Regions from separate parts of the Oryctolagus cuniculus genome. Here region 1 is linked to region 2. A link is a contact called in public Micro-C data. All regions are on one chromosome and are shown on one strand. Each heading gives the region's core, a stretch centred on a gene start, on an enhancer-like site or on the middle of the called end of the contact. The rest is flanking DNA. Distances are from core to core; before and after follow the strand shown.

Evidence for each region. Hi-C and Micro-C count contacts between places; a contact is called where the count stands out from the background.
Region 1: a Micro-C map of ear pinna shows a contact between it and region 2, with 4 times the contacts expected there. The contact joins the promoter of LOC100352832 here to the enhancer-like site in region 2. A contact is called at or near these places in 2 of 6 Hi-C or Micro-C datasets (ear pinna and skin fibroblasts).

What each region holds. Positions count from the first base shown.
Region 1 is chr18:16,887,778-16,890,477 of mOryCun1.1, reverse strand. LOC100352832 (zinc finger protein 30 homolog) reads right to left here and starts at 1,319. Exons shown (of 6, transcript XM_008257225.4): 1 at 867-1,319.
Region 2 is chr18:16,846,592-16,849,291 of mOryCun1.1, reverse strand. It overlaps LOC138846477 (a long non-coding RNA gene), which reads left to right. Exons shown (of 3, transcript XR_011383993.1): 1 at 1-1,570. Among named protein-coding and RNA genes, the nearest start is that of ZNF540, 120 kb to the left of the region's middle. Within about 2 kb of position 1,426, at least 6 of the 8 cell types and tissues checked have an H3K27ac peak or open chromatin away from gene starts, as enhancers often do. A contact at or near this core is called in ear pinna, where this site is marked.

The DNA.
Region 1 (2,700 bases), core at 70-2,569, 41 kb before region 2:
AACAAAAGGTGATCGTTAACCTACAGCCGCGGTATCTCCCTAGAAGGCCAGGGCTCACGGCGCAGCTCAACACGGCACATAGTTAACTGCACGACCACATGAAGTGGACACTATGAACAGAAACCTATTCGTGACGCCTCAGAACATCAACTAGGTAGGGAAACCCTAAAGTGCAAACCAATAAATCATTCTTAAACTGGACTTGTCGAGCGGAGGAAACCCAATCAAGTGCACGCCACGGAAACAAAGAAACGCCGCCAACCCACGCGGAACCCGGCTTGTGGAGGAGCAGCAGCGGCTCCTGTCACCCGAAGGGGCTTCCCTCTCCGGCGGCGGGCAGAGCCGGGGCAGCAGACACCCCAGGCTTTTCCGGGGCCGGTCAGAGCCCACCGCCCACGCTGCCCCGGCCCCAGCTCCTCCCACCTGGCGTGCACGAATGGAAGCTGGAGTCAGACGCGAGAGGAGCCGCCGACACTGAGGTCTGGGTTCGCGGCTCTCTGCGAGGACACCAACTGTCCAGCCCCCAGTCGAAGTCCTGGCTTCCTGCAGGGGACTCTCATAGTGGGGCGCTACCTCTGGTTTCCCTCTCCAGTCTTTCTCTACAGCCGGTGGCAGCGGCGAGGGACCTTAAAGGTCTCGCAGTCCACGCTAGGCCGCACCCACAAAGCCGGTCCCGCACCGTGGTTACCGCCGCACCAGGCTCCCGGCCTCCGGAGCGCACGGCTCCACGACCAGAAAATGCACAGCACCCTTCTCCCGCCCCCCGCCCCGGGGGTCTGTCCCTCAGAGCCTGGCCGGCCCCGCGCTCCGTCCCCCCGAAAAGCGCCGGCCACAGCGCAGCCTGGACCACGGTGCTCGGCGCTCACCAGATTCCGAGGGCGGCCCGGCGGTCCAGTCAGCCGCGCCAGGACTCCGGAGAAGGCCGGGCTCGGTGGCGACTGCGCAGGCGCCCGCGGCCACTGTGGGCTCCGAGGGGCCAGCGGGGCGGGGTCCCGGGGGGCGGGGAGGGGCCGGTGTCGGGTGCCACAGCCCTGCGAGGGGACCTGTTTGGTAACACTGGTGAGGATAACCGGGTCTCCCTTAGCAACCGGAGTCCGAGATCAGAAAGCTGTATAATTCGCCTTTCTTTTGATTCTTGGCTCGGCGCCCCGACCCCCAGGCGCCGAGACCCCAGCTCTGAAAAATGACTCCTGTCCGGTGTGCGCAGGCGCGCGGGGACCGGCGCCAACCCGCCGCCTTTCAACCCGACCCGGGGCCTGCCGGCTCGCACCGGCCCAGGCAGGTGAGAGGGAGTTCTTGGGTGATGTTGTGTGGTAGGCCGGCATATAGAATAAAATGGATTAGGTTTGTGAGCTGGAGGACCACGCCCCTGTGTGACTGCACGCCCTTACCTGGCCGCACCTGTACACCCACCGGCCAATCAGGTTGATTAACCACGCCCCTTTGCAAGTGGATTAGCCAAGGACACAGTATGCCCGCCCTCTCCTTTCCTTGGCTTTTTCAGGCCACCCGCCCCACGCTTCCTGGCCTAGATGCTCCTCCACTGGCTGGTTCCTGGTACTCAGTATAAACCCAGATTTACCTCTCTCCTATAGGTAAAGCTCTCAGTCTCCTATGCACTTCTCTCACTGAATAAAAGCTTAAAAATGAATCATGCTGCCTCATTTATCTACCCCAGTATTCAGAATTCTCTGAATATTAGGCAAGAACCCACACTGGCTTATTCATATTGGGAATTTATTAATAAGCACACTGTGATATCATATGGCACCCCAGATGGGACTTTTGGGGGACTCTTAGGGACCATATTCGGATGTAATATTTTAGGGGACTAGTTCTGATATCAATGGGGGAGAGTTTATTAATAAAATCTACCATCACAGTCTGTGAATATTTAATTCTGGCTTAAAAATGTATTGGACTATGAAGAATGAGAAAATGTTAATTTAAACTTTTTAAAGTTAAAGTCACAAAATTCACTCCAGGACAGTGGATTTAAGTAAACTTTCTTTAGTTTAAAGGTAATATGAAAAAGTGATATCTCAGTGGTAGACTTCAGAAAGCACTGAACACTTTTATTTATTTGAGTGGTAGAGTTACACATAGAGGGAGAGACAGAGAGGTATACCATCCACTGGTTCACTCCCCAAATGATCTTAAGGGCCTCTATGCCAATCCGAAGCCAGGAGCCAGGGGCTTCTTCCTGATCTCCCATGCGGGTGCAGGGGCCCTAGCACCTGGGCCATCTGCTGCTTTTCCAGGCCACAGCAGAGAGCTGGATTGGAAGAGGAGCAGCCAGGACTGGAACCGGTGCCCATAAGGGATGCTGGCACCACAGGCAGAGAATTAACCTGCTGAACACTTTCTTATAATAACTGTCGCTCCCCCTCTTCGTGGAGGAACGACACTAAACCCTGCCTAGGCTTCATATCCGAGTCACGGCACCATTATGTCGCTCCCCCTCTTCGTGGAGGAACGACACTAAACCCTGCGCTGTTCTTTCGTCTGCTCGGCCCTCCCCGGGTTTGCTGCTGGTTCTTCCCAGGTTGGCTACTGTCCCTTCCACCTCCGTGGAAGGGCGGTTCCCCCTGGCCACATTCCCCACTTCCGCAGGGGAGCGGCACACCGCCGGCCGGCTCTTCTCGGGGGCTGCACAGGTGTTCCCTTAGATGTTCCTCGTGCATGCCGTCTCTCTCCTCC
Region 2 (2,700 bases), core at 177-2,676:
CCTCCCCACTAGACAGCTGTTTCAGAGGGGGCTATCCCAGGTATGTAGCTGGTTGCTAGTCTAGTGGTACTATTTGGAAAAGAAGTATAAAGGCTCTCTGGCTGCTAAGGAGTCAATCTCCCAGTTGGGAAGTCCCTATGCTGGGGATAGCAGAGGACTCAGCCCAAGTCCACTGAGGTTGGAGGTTTGGGGGGTCACAGTGTTAGGTAGGAAGTCAGAAATTGAGCCTATGTGTGTATGAGACAGGCCTGAAGACCAGCACCTACTGTGGAAGCCCCAGAAGCCCAGCATCTTGCACTTCAAAGTCCTGCCCAGACCCTGCTAACCTCGCAGGCGGTCCCGCCTTTCCCCCAAGGAAAGCTCCCAGAATTTTCTCTCCTCTAGACCAAAGGGGTTACCTGATAACATGGGGCAATAAAACCCTCACAGACCTGAGGGAAGCCCCCCTGCTCTGCCCAGGCGTCAGGAATTTGCTAATTTTCACCCAACAAACCCTTCTGCCAGGACTCCCCATCCTTTGTCCTGAAGGAGAGGGGGAGGTGGATAAACAGACTCCCTTAAAAACCTAGGGAGTCCAAATGGACTGGGAGCTCAGCCCTCTGCTTCTCTGCTGGGCCGCCGGTGTATTCTCTCCATTCAAGCATGTAACCCCGCTCTCCCCCAGTCCGAGCGACTGGGCGCTCCCTGTCCCTTCTGTCCTGACGGATGCACTCTGCTCTCTGTCTCACGCCCGAATTCTTTCTTGCGTGAAGACAAGAACCCCATGGCTTCCACGGCCTTTCCTCCGGTAACAACAGGCTCCTGCTGTAGCAAAGATGTAGACTAGATACTGAAAGAATAGGGCGGAAGCCTCTCGGGGTGACCAGCTGTCTCAGCAATGAGGCTGGTGCTGCAGCAGGTGTACAGGGAGTGTGAACAGATGAACTCCGCCAGTTGAAAACAGACGCTCAGGTTGTATACATTTCAAACCCGCGGGTGTATACCACCTGCCACCAACTCTATTCAGTCGCTCCCACTAGCACAGGCTGACACCGAAGGTGCCCTTGTTCTGGGACGCCACACCTCCAGCAGCCCTCCGCCACCCAAAACTCAGCACAGGGGCCTTGAGATGCTGCACGATCCCGTCCACTGCCAAGAAACCGCTTTGTTTCTACACGGAGCCAGCCAGCCGCGAAGGCTCCTGGGAAATGTCGCCCGGCGCTTGGAAGAGTAGAACGTCAGGAGCCTCCGGGTCGTAGAGTTTCTGTTCGCCACACACCTGAGAAGAAAATCTTCTCGTCTGGCCCGACCTGAAGGGTTTCCTGCGAGGTCATACCGGAGACAGCTAAGCCTAACCGTGTGAAAAGCAAGTCCCCTCGAGCACAGCCGCTCACGCTGGGCGTTGATTCGAGCAGCAGGGCCTTCTGGGAAATGTAGTTCAAGCTGGAGCCCAGAAGCCTGGCGGAACTGGCGGGAAGGAAGTTGTCCCGAATCCTCTCAGCGCCCTGCCTGACTGACCCAATGCTTGCCCAGGCGCCGCCTGGACACGTGGGAGTTCTCCCTCTTGTTCAAAGTGCTCCAACGTATGAAGGTGCATTTGTGCTTTTCGTGGGGGTGGCTCTGACCACCGGTTCTAAGAAGTGTGGAGGGCGGAGACACAGCCTTGACTTCTTGGACATTGGCAGGCTGGTGGCTGTAGGGGACCTAGAGATATTCCCGTTATGAGGGTGGGGAATGAGATACTTGTGATTGTGTGTGAGGAAGAGCACGCGAGAGATCACCACCTGAATGAGGGTGGCAATTGATTATTTTTAAAAGATTTTATTTATTTGAAAGGCAGAGTTACAGAGAGAGAGAAAGAGGTCTTCCATTAGCTGGTTCACTCCCCAAATGGCCACAAAGAAGCCAGGAGCTTCTTCCCAATCTCCCACCTTGATGCCGGGGCCGACCACTTGAGCTGCTCTCCACAGCTTTCCCAAGCCATTAGCAGGGAGCTGGGTGGGACATGAAGCAGAACTGGCATCCATATGGGAAGCTGGCGCTGCAGGCGGAGGCTTAACCTGCTGTGCCACAGTGCTGGAGGACACTGATTTCTTGATAACGTTGTGTCTTCTGAGCCATGAGTATGAAGTACAAATCTCTATTTAGATTTTCTTCAATTGCTCTCAGTTTTTTTTGTAGTTTTCAGTATACAGTATACAGATATTGCACATTTTTGGTCAGTCTATACATTATTTCATATAGTTCATGCTATTGTAGATTGTTTTGCTTTTATGTTTTTAATTTTTTTAAGATTTATTTATTTGAGAGAGTGACAGAAAGAGAAAGATCTTCCATCGCTGGTTCACTCCCTGGAGGCCCCAGTGGGCCAAAGCTGGGTCATGCCAAAGCCAGTGATAGAAGCTCCATCCGGGTCTCCCATGCTGGTGGCAGGGACCCAAGTACTTGGGTCATTTTCCACTGCTTTCTCAGGCATATTAGCAGAGAACTGGATTGGAAGCGGAGCAGCTGGTACTCCAACTAGCACTCAGATATGGGATGATGGCATGCCGACATTACAAGTCGCAGCTTAACCCACTGCTCCAAAATGCAGGCCCCTGCACTTAGCTTTAATTTCCAATTGTTGCTAGCATTGAAGAAGGCAATTGATTTGATTTTTTTTTTTTTTTTTTTTTGACAGGCAGAGTGGACAGTGAGAGAGAGAGAGAGAAAGGTCTTCCT